Linked DNA regions of Zea mays: region 1 is linked to region 2. A link is a contact called in public Hi-C data. All regions are on one chromosome and are shown on one strand. Each heading gives the region's core, a stretch centred on a gene start, on an enhancer-like site or on the middle of the called end of the contact. The rest is flanking DNA. Distances are from core to core; before and after follow the strand shown. Region 1 holds the start of LOC103653048 (nuclear transcription factor Y subunit B-11). Region 2 holds the start of LOC100272774.

Region 1 (5,876 bases), core at 194-2,693, 240 kb before region 2:
CTCCGTGGTCACCATGAACCACGACGGGCAGGTGGTTCTCGTTCAAGGGAAGGGCAGTGCCGGCGCGCGGCGGCGTCCAGCGGTCCAGCCGTCCGTCCGTGTCGCGGGGCACATGGACGCGTACAACTCGCATTTCCTCAGCTAATTTGGGCGATTCTGTATGTCTATATAATAATAAATGCATGTTGTGTTACTTGTGTACAGTGAGTCTACGTACTTCATATTTCACTCTTCATCAAATCAGTTTACCTCGTTGAACAAGAGGTCAATAACGATGCACAACTACCCGAAATTCTTCCAGGGTCAATAGAAACATTTGAGTTTAAATTCAAATAAATCTCATTAAAACGTTTGACGGAGAGCAGAAACTGCAATCAATTACTAGTACGTAACGTACGCACGCAAATTTAGTCACCAGCAGACCAGCACCATGCAAATATCGTTTCTCGTCGCACCTAGTTATAGCTACGCCGCCCTTCACCTGGTTCACCATTGCACGGCGCCGTGGAGGTGGCTGGCAAATCCCCTCCCCCTCTGCACGCCGCCGTTCTCCTCCTCGCCTTCGAACTCCATCACCTTGGACCCTTCCCCCGCGCCGTACGCCTTCCGTGATGCCGCCGCGTAGTACGACGGCGCCGCCCCGCCGCCAGAGCCGAACCCGACGCTGCTGGCTCCCATCATGAGCCCGACGTGCGCGTCGTCGTCGTGGCCCGCGCGGTCGACACCGTCCCCGGCCCCGCCGCCCGCGGCGAGTGGGCCGGCGTCGTCCGCCGCGCCGCCGCCTTCGCCGTGGCGCGCGCCGCCGCCGAGCACGGCGGCCTTCTCGCCCTCGGCCTCGCGGTAGCGGTTGAGGTAGGACTTGAGCGGGGCGACGTAGGCCTCGAAGCCGAGCGTGGTCATGGCCCAGAGCAGGTCGTCGCCGTTGATGGTCTTGCGCTTCTCGCGCTGGCACTTGTCGGAGGCCTCCCCCGTGACGAAGCTGATGAACTCGGACACGCACTCCTGCACCGTCTCCTTGGCCTCCTTGGAGATCTTGGCGTTCGCCGGCAGGGAGCGCTTCATGATGCGCGACACGTTGGCGATCGGCAGGAACCGGTCTTGCTCCTTGGCCGGCGACTCACCGCCGCCGCCGCCGCAGTACCCCACGCTGCTCCCGCACCCGCCGCCGCCGGCCGCTGCCGCGGCGCCGGACTCGTTGTCCGACAGCGGGCTGCCCACGGGGCTCAGCAGGTGGCCCTGGTGCCCGTAGCCCTTCCTGTTCTTCATGCCCCTTGCTTGGCCGGATGGATGAAGAGGTGGTGCAAGAGATGGTCTCCTTTTAAAGCTTGAAAGGAAGGAGGGGAGCAAGCTAATAAGCTAGTTAGCTAGTGTCTCTGTTCTGTTCGTCCCAAAATAGTAGACGGGAGATGCCAGTGGGAGGACGGTAGTGATGCCGACGCATAGCTAACACAACGATTATATTATGTTCATGTGAGCATTGCAAGATTCTTGCCCTGCTCTGAACTCTAGGAGATAGCTTACAGTGGCAACGAGACCCTCTTCTGCATTTCGGTCATTGATGTGTGGGTCCAATCTAGACCTGGTCCCACATGTCAGTGGCCCAATTGCAGCGTAGAGGATCTGCTTCCCTCATAGCCAATAAGTGAAGTAAAAAAGTACTCCTATGTGGTGTCCACGGTAGTGAACTAATTGTTGTTTAGAGCACATATATATTTATATAGATTTACAAGGATTTCACTTGTAACAAATGAAACTTATTAACTACTTGATTTAAAAACAAGTTTCATGGTTGAACTAAGAGCAATTTCAAAATCCTCTTTGTATCCTTTCTAATTGAGAGGAATATAGATTTTTTTGTGTGTGAAAAAGTAACTCAAATAGCTTCATTAATTAGATCTCCAAATATAGTTATCCCCTTTTATGAATTTCTCGCTAGCCCAAATATAAAGAGCGGGATTGGTTCTCTAGATTAGGTTTACGACCTATAAGATATAGTGAAGCTACCGAAGGATTGGACCATATAGAGAGCATTTTTATTCAAAACTTTTCTTTCCCTAAGAGTCCTCAAGTACACACAGCTATTGCTGATCCTTTGCGAGATCAGGATGAGACCCTTCAGAATTTCTAATCAATCCATGTTAGGTCAACATCGAGACAGAGCATCTCAGTTGGCGCTGTCAAGGAAGTGAAACAGGCATTCCTAGGTTGAAGTTACCATAGGATTGACCCTCAGTCAGGCCTCCGATTCCAAGGAGTTGATTCAGCAAGTTCCCCGTGCTACCCAACGGGAAGTCTAATCGGATCAATCGGTGGTTTCGTAATGAGTAGTCGAATACACATTGAGGGGGCCTTGCCTTCTCCTTCCCGCCCACACCTTCATTCTTTTCCTCCTCTAACCTTAGAAAGCCAAAAGACTTGAATTTAAGGCTTCAACAGTCATAATTATACGAATTCTACATACTAATTTGAATTAGCCAATAAATTAGCTATCATCTTTTCAATATAAATTATTGCAATATCAATGAATTGCAAAAATGCAATATTCAATAAGCAAAAAACAATACTATGAAATAACCTACTCAAAAAAGGATATTATTAAACACTAATAAGAAAATAAGATTTTATTTTTATTTATCTTAATGTTCCTTATTATTATATATGTCCCTTTGTTTAGGGGATTCTATGTCTAATTATTCCAAAAATTGGAATAGTTTAGAGAGTGGATTGGCTTTTTTTAAAAAAAGTGTTCTAATAGAACTAATCCCAACCAAGCTAGATTTCCCTCCGTTACCGAAAAGTTTGAAAATAAATTCCCGCCTTAATTTGAAAGCAATCAAGGACTATGCTTGTTTTTACACCGTAGAACTATCTATTCAAACCTCAGTGAGCACAAATCCTAAATATAATATGGTTTTATGCACATGGCTAGTCGTCATTTCTTCAATGTAATACTCCCCCATTTGTCGCAAAATATAATTCGTTTGACTTTTTTGTGTTAAGTTTGATCGGATCGTCTTAATCAATATTTTTTAAATAAAAAATAAAAAATTCAATGGCATACTTAAATTATATTATATATGCTAGATAATATCATAATAAAAATTAGTAATAAATATGATTTTTTAATAAGATAAGCCTATCAAACTAAATTTATGTTTAAAAAATCAAAAGAATTATAAATTGAAACGGAGTGAGTATAGTGAAGCGATAATGCGTGTGAATGAGCTCGCTGTACTAAGTACTAAAATCTGAGCCGAAAACCGAGACAATAATTACCCGGTGCTTCCATCTATCGCATATATATATACACTAATCGACCCACACATATATGGAGACCAAGCTAGTATATAGATGAAGACAGTGGAAACCTGGGAACCTGGGAACCGGTAAAGCTATCTTTGCCGAGTGCTGACCATGGCACTCGGCAAGAAGGAAACCTGGGAACCGGCAAAGCTATCTTTGCCAAGTGCTGTTGCCAAGGCACTCGACAAAGGGACTGGCAAAGGGGCCCACTGGAGGATTCTTTGCCGAGTACCGGTCCACTAGACACTCGGCACAGGAACTGGCGGTGGGGCCCACTGGACCCTTCTTTGCCGAGGGCCGTGATAGCAGACACTCGGCAAAATTGGCCTCTTTGACGAGTGCTAAAGAAGACACTCGGCAAAGGATCCGTCACCGTCACTTGGCGCCGTGACGGTGACTTTTCTTTGCCGAGTGCCCGACAAAAAGTACTCGGCAAAGAGACCGCTGCCGATGTATAGTTCGCCGAGCGTTCTTTGCCGAGTGTTACACTCGGCAAAGTCTTTACCGAGTGTAAAATAGCCTTTGCCGAGTGTCTAAGACACACGGCAAAGGAGCTGTGTCCGGTAGTGCACCACCAAAATATAATATTCCTTGTGATAGCATGCAATGGCACGGCATACTCCACAGCCTGGCCAGCCACTGCCCGTGTCACCTCAAGCGATGCAAAGACATCTCACCAAGATGGTCTTTGAGGTTCCTAGACCAATGGCGGCAAGGGCATCACACTACTAGCGGAACAGATGCACATCACCCCCCATTTTTACCAAAAATTTTAAAAGGGGACTACTAGCTAGCTAGCTCCATAACCAAAGACGATGTTATATATATATATCCACAAATGTATGTCGTATTATATCAATTTCCTTATAAAATATATTTTTTTTAAAAAAACTTAGCTAGGGATGGAGTCCAAAATATCTACTGTACGAACTACAGCTCCTTGCAGTGGTCGAATATATATGGCATCTCTTTGTTGTTATTTCAGAAAAGCCAGCCGGCCGGGCCGGGGGGGCATGCAATGCAATGGAATGCAATGCAAGTTAAAGGCCGGCGGCCAAATTAAAGGGGGAGCGAGGACGGACGGATGCCTCTCTTTTCTTCCCTTTCCCAGGTTCAAAGGCGCCACGGATTATTCATTTATTCGTGCCGTCGCATCTCGCGCAATAATAGATCGACGAATATATATATAGTGTGTTCGAGACATACGTACTGTGAGGGCCGGGCAACTTGCATATTGGCCGGGTTGCAGGAGCTAGCTAGCTAGCGGGGTTAATTAATCGACGTGATCGGGGATTAGTTTAATTTATTATATTAGCCGTCCATGCATGCAGGCTGCTCCGCATTATATATGAAATGCAAGAAGGTGACGCGATGATGCTTTTGGTCGATCTGGACCTAGCTCGAGCTAGCTAGCTTTGAATGGTAAACAGGTCTATGGTTTAGTAGTTTTAGTTACAGAAAATTATTGTTGCTGCTGTTTGAACTGAGATTGTGCCATTTGTCAGGTTCTAGTGCAGCCGAAATAGCTAGCATGCTTTTTTAAGTGTTTACCGTCGTTAGAAGAATTTAGAAGAAGAAGACGATGCCAGGCCTACGGCATTTCTTTATTTCCAAGAGGATATATAAGAGAGGACGAAGCAGATGGATGCATGCGTGTCTTCACTTCCCTTTTCCATACGCGCGCGGCTGCTGAGATCCCATTGCACGACGAATCGAGCTTCAAATAAAAGGGCCAGTAGTGTGCATGCTTCTTTCTAAGGGTGTGTGTGTGTGTCTCCGGTAGCGACAAACGTTTTAGATTCTCAGTAAAACCACTAGAGTCGCTGACAAACGCAACAAAAAAAAATTAAAAATTGTTTGAGCGAGAACCACTTTAAACAGATTCTTATTTTTTTATTACTAGTCTAGAGAAACAGTAAAAAAACCTAGTTTCTTCTGATCATTCTAGCTAGTTCTAGTTTTAAGAATTTATTTATAGAGCTAGCAACAGTTACAGCATGTGATTTTTGGTTTAGTAGACAAATGTTTGTATACATCCTGATTGGTTGCCTGGGCCTCACAGACAAGGCTCGTGTCATCCAGGCCGGCTAGAAACCGAAGTTTTTGACGTATGAGCAGATGCAGTTAAACAGCCTCAAAATAAATTATTTTGCATCTACTCATACAACTCAGGCTTCAAGTATACGGGCAACCAAACAAAGACTTGCATAAAGTCAATGCACACACTGATGCAGGATGAGACAGTGCGACTAACCAATCAGATAAATAGAGAACCCGCTTGGCCTAGCCCTTCACTAGAAGCAGTGCTAGTATATAGATCCTTTGACATCTAACCTGATTCATTTTGACAATGCACTTGGTGTAGTTTGTTTGTTGCCCAACTGCCTCCAAGGGCCGTTTGAATAGTAAAATATGGTAGAAATTTAGGCATTTTCATATTTAATTTAATCTAGGGATATGGCAGTGTATGTTGGGATATTTAATTTATAATCTAGGGATATGACAGTATATCACTATCGGAAACATGCTATTTGCTGAGTGGGACGAGACGCATAACACTAATCGGGAACAAC
Region 2 (5,320 bases), core at 1,560-4,059:
ATACTGGTTTCTGTGTACCCTCGGCCTGATGAGGGCTTTCCTTTTGAGCACTGTCGGTGTACTTGTTATAGACCCTTGAATTCTTCTTTAGGTCTGCAATGCGTAGCTGCACAAGGTTCGCAGCGGCGCGGGCTGCGGACGCAGCTCGCTCCGCTGATTCAGCAGCTGTCTGAGCAGCAGATAGTACATCGTCCAAGTCGATACTTGCCTCACTCTCGGAAGAGATTGGCCGTACTTGTTCTGGTTGTTTTGTGAACGTATAATCAGTGGGAGGTACTGGAGGTGTGGCCAATTCATCAACCCGCTTTGTGGAGATTTTTGGCTCTGTTGGCTTCACTGGAGGAGACATTGAAGGTGAGGGAACTGTCTCAGTTTTTTCCAATGGAGTAGCAACAACTGGCGGTGGAGATGCAAAAGGAATAAATTGCTTCTTTTCATCTGGCAAATCTGGTGTGTTTGGCTGAGCAGATGGTGCAGAGATAAGATGTTCCAGGCTTTTCATCTGAATAACATTAAAAGCGCCGCCAGCTGTTGGATTCTCCTCCAAGTTAGTACGGTCTGAGAACTCACGAGGAAGCGGCTGAGAGCCCGGAGCATGGGGACCAATATCTGGGGTCAATGGTGTGTTAGAAGGTGGACGTATTGCTGCTTTTGGGACTTCAGGAAAATCCAGTGAGTCAAGACCGGTATCTGACTCGCAGTCTTTGTCAGGCCGCTCGGCAGCACTTGCCGCTACTGTTTCCTCGTGTTTCTCCTTGGGAAGAGGTAGTGTGGAGCCGTTGAAGTAGGTCGGGCCATTCTAAGAAGGGAAAACATAGTATCAAGTAAGATTTGAATCATTGAACTAACCATGTTAGTCACAAATCCGTATATATATTTACCAATAGATCTTCATGAGGTTTGAGAAATTCTATCTCTGTCTCTGATGGATCCCAGTCAACTTCATGTTCCTCAGCTATCTCCTTCAGCAGTTTCAACTTTGCATGGACAGGAGGAGGACGAATAGAAAGTAGTTCAATTATCTGCAGAAGCATTAATTCTGATGTGTTACAAACATCCAAAACAACCTGAAAACAAGGTTAAACCAGTTCGAATTCAAAGTGTCATATAACCTGACGATTGACCCCGCAATCAGGCATCAACTCTGAAGCTGCAGCGACAAATTCCTTCCCATATTTAGTTGCAAACATCATTTGAACTTGTATCAGTTCAGGTAGATCTGCACATCTTGGAGCAGCGAAACAGATACTTGATATTGCTTCTTTGAGATCAATAGGACACTCCCTGAAGCCAACAAAACAAGGAAACACAATTCAGTCAGACTTATCTGCATCTCTTGCAGAATTTTTAGTCACAAAACAGTTAATCAATTTTATCAACTATAGCCCATTTGTATTCACGAGCAGGATTCAGGATCCCTGCTTTATACTTCAAGATAATACGCCCTATAAAAAAGGCAGCAGCAAAGAAAATATCATCAGTAACATCCTTGGAGTTGGGATTACAATGGTTATGTCTTCAAACAAATAAGGAATGTAAGAATGCAGAGGGTATAAGAACGAAGATAACTTGTCCCTGTTGCCAAATGGACATATTGGGCCCGTTCGTTTCCCTATGCTAAATTTTAGCACCTATCACATCGAATGTTTAGATGCTAGTTATAAGTATTAAATATAATTTAATCAAAAAACTAATTATATAGATAAAAACTTAACGACAAGACAAATCTATTAAACCTAATTAGTCAATGATTCGCTAATGTGATGCTACAGTAAACATTTGCTAATCATAGATTAATTAGGATTAAAATTTGTGTCTTATTATTTAGTCTTCATCTATATAGTTATTTTTATAATTAGACTATATTTAATACTCATATTTAACATTCGATATGACATATACTGAACTTTAGTCGCTGGAACGAAACACCCTTAAAGTAATGGTTATCTTTAGGGTCCAAGTCTCTGCTAAGAACACATTGGAATGGAACAAACACAGCCATAGTCCACTATAGCAGTCAAGCAAGGTTATGTTCGCTATAAAAACCAGTTACTGGAAATCTCAAGGCCTCAAGGGAGCTGGTGGTCCAGCACAGTTTGCCATATCCAGGGGCAACAAAGCACACCCGTGGGCCGTGGCCTCATGAACAAGCAAACAGTGATCGCAATTACAGGCTGTAAAATTGAAGTCAGATAGAGGGCCAGAGGGGCGAACCTTTGGGTCTCGATGATGGGCAGGCGCACAGCGATGAGCTCGCAGAAGAGCTCGAGGATCTCCTGCGCGGCCATCATGTTCTCCTCCCGGATGATGTGCTCCACCTGCATCCGCCGCAGCCGCAGCTTCCAATCAGCCAAGCCAAAAAAAAAGCCCCCGACCCAGTCCTCACCTCGCCCACCCGGCCAGCTCTACCCTGATCTAAGCATATGCATATCCCCTGACAGCGAGGAGCGTACGTACCCTGATCCGCGCGGTGGCCTCCTGGCCGGCCTCGAGAAGCTTGGCGATGTCCCGGCGCATCTGGCGCAGCTGCAGCTCCCGCCGGTTCCGCAGCAGCTTTATCCGCGGGATCGACAGCTTCAGCAGCGTCTTGCTGCGCACGCACGCACACACCGACACACGACATCAGAAACCAGAACTAACCAACGCGGACCAAAGCTTCCCGCCCCTTCCGAGAACATCCCCGGAAAAAAAAAGAAACGCCCGCGCGTACCACTTGGCGCCGCGGAAGCCGCCGCCGCCGCCGCCCTTGCCGAAGAAGGCGTCCATCACGGCGCAGCGTCGCCGTTCGGACGCGACGTGACGGGAGGTAAGCGAGGGTTTGCTCGATCGGGTGTCAGCGGGGGATTTATGCGGCGGGGGGCGATCTGGTTGGAGACGAAGGGGGGAGTGGTGAGCGATGGGGTGGAGAGGTGAAGCCCAGCCGGGCGCTTGCGGCGACGTCCGTCAGGTCGGTCGACGGGACGGGCGGCACCTGCTACGCTGACGAGGGAGCCCAGCCGTTCGATTGGGACACGTGTACGGCTGACAGGGATACTTAGGGGTTGGTTAACGTCGCGGTTTGCGCTGACGACGGGTTTCGCTGTTTGCTATCGCAGACAACTTGGCCCTGCGGGAGACGTCGGTTTGCTTCGCTCCAAAGGAAACTATAGTTTGGATGCATCACACAAATCAGCGGCGAAGCTAGAGCAGAGAGTGCAACTCTCTTATGGGTGCATAAGATATGTGGAATGCTTATATAGTGAAATTTTGATTATTGTAACTGAATTTTGGACTGTGGAGGATGCATGTGTATCCACAACTAACCAGGTAGCTTCGTCCTTGACACAAACAATTTGCCGATTAGTTTTAGCATCTCCCTCCAAACAGACTAGCTAATAAATAAATAAATTATTAGCTAGAGATCTAACAAATTGTTTATCTATTAGTCATTTAAGATCTAATTGATTTATGGCTAACCATACCTCTCTTTGCCTAAGGTTAGTCATTCAAATTTAAGAACTAAACTTAGTCAAAAAAACTAGACAAAGTATGGCAAATTAGATAGCAAGCTAAATAGACATTTAATCTTGTTAATATATGCTAATAGACCATAATAAAAAGAAGAATACGATCCATACTCTTGCCAGTTTATTTGTTTTTTCTCATGACCAATTGTTTGCCGTGCAAGGTAAAAACTAACTATTTAGTATGTTTAGTCATCTATTAGATAAGACTTCAAACATATCACGACTAATTATTTGCCCGTTAATTATTAGCCACTCGCAATCGATTAGAGGATTCAAACATGGACTTATTGGATCTCTGGATCGGACGTCTAGGATTGACCTATACTAGTTCTCGTAGCGTGTATGATTGGTTGGGTGATACCGAGACCCATCCGCGACGATGCCTCCTTTGCGCCAAATGATGGATTTGACGCCAACTGCGTTCTTCGATCCTAGCATCAGAGACGAGGACCAGAATGCTAACAAGGAAGCCTTAGGGTTACGTGCAACTCACAAACTGTGTTTTGAGCTCAACTATAATACTACTCTCTTCATTCTGAAATGCACGCCATTTTTGTTTTTATCTAAAAAAAACCCAGCCCATGAGATGTGATGTAGCTAATCTTTTGTTGTACTTAATACTTAACTGTGTACCTTTTTTAATAAAAAAGTAACAGACTAGAGAAGTTTACTTATAATAACAAACTAAAACAGATTGCACTTTGGAGCGTAGGGATTAAATTAAACCCGTAATGCTCGAACTCCAATTGAATTATAGATTACATTGTGGTCTACTACAATAACATACATAACATTTGATTCGGCATTTAGGAATCAACCGGATCCGTGGCGCAATGGTAGCGCGTCTGACTCCAGATCAGAAGGTTGCGTGTTCGATTCACGTCGGGTTCAAATCCCTGAATTAAGTCCAGTTTTTTATTATTATTATTTTGCGCTTCTTTCTACTATTTAATGCTCAGATGCCCGTACGATGCAACGGCATATGAATTATTTGATAAAAATGTTAAAACACAAAGATTATATAAATAAACAACACATATTATCACTAACTTCAATATCTTTTTTTTGCCAACAACCAATATAGAACTAAAATGATATAAAATCAAAGCATCAAAGCATACAACAATGTAAATATCACAAAAAAGTCTAAGAATGAGGCGTGCCTTACCGCACACAATCTCGAAAACGGGGCTTTCGGACACAACTATAGCTACCTTCTTCATTCGGGAGACGCAACCGCCATTCCCAAATCACGTAGCCATGGCGAAAACACCGCTCGCCATTTTCGTGAGTGAGCACTGGTCTATGAATGGATCAGTTTAATGAATTCTTGAATTCTACCTGGTCATCAACAATAAAAAACCTTCCCATTGTTAACAAAAGAACAAACTATAAATGTGACTATAACTTCACCAACAGCAGTGAAAGTTTTGTACTTGTGTCTGTGTCTAGCAAGCAAACAAGCAATGGTGTGGACTCTATCACGACTTATGTTATGCTTCTAACCTGAAATCTGAAATGCAGAACAGAATAAATGAATGAACGAGTGTAAACTATAGAGTTAATGTTAGATAGAATAAGCTGAAGAGAGGTGCAGTGGTCCCTGATGTAATGGCAAGTCTCTATCTGCAAGCAGATGGTAACTGACCACATTCAGTGCAGAAAGAAAACCCATTTTCTTACACATGTGCCCCCATCCCCATCCCATCCATTTAACATGAATCATTTCTTTTCTTTTCTTTTCAAGCGCTTTAATGCTTCCATGAAAAACTAAAGAAGTGTTAGAGCATTTATGCACTAGCTTTCAACGGAAA

The links. A called contact is a pair of places that touch in the nucleus more often than the background predicts.
Region 1: a contact with region 2 is called in a Hi-C map of leaf, with 6 times the contacts expected there. The contact joins the promoter of LOC103653048 here to the promoter of LOC100272774 in region 2. A contact is called at or near these places in 9 of 25 Hi-C or Micro-C datasets (bundle sheath, ear, leaf and 3 more) and 1 of 3 datasets of contacts at active chromatin or transcription factors (leaf).

What each region holds. Positions count from the first base shown.
Region 1 is chr4:32,359,922-32,365,797 of Zm-B73-REFERENCE-NAM-5.0, reverse strand. It overlaps LOC103653048 (nuclear transcription factor Y subunit B-11), which reads right to left and starts at 1,443. Exons shown (of 1, transcript XM_008680022.4): 1 at 211-1,443. The coding sequence starts at 1,266. The coding sequence ends at 487.
Region 2 is chr4:32,118,584-32,123,903 of Zm-B73-REFERENCE-NAM-5.0, reverse strand. LOC100272774 reads right to left here and starts at 2,809. Exons shown (of 6, transcript NM_001147227.1): 1 at 2,711-2,809; 2 at 2,458-2,590; 3 at 2,215-2,318; 4 at 1,113-1,445; 5 at 882-1,022; 6 at 1-799. The coding sequence starts at 1,193. TRNAW-CCA (transfer RNA tryptophan (anticodon CCA)) reads left to right here and starts at 4,326; the gene lies at 4,326-4,397.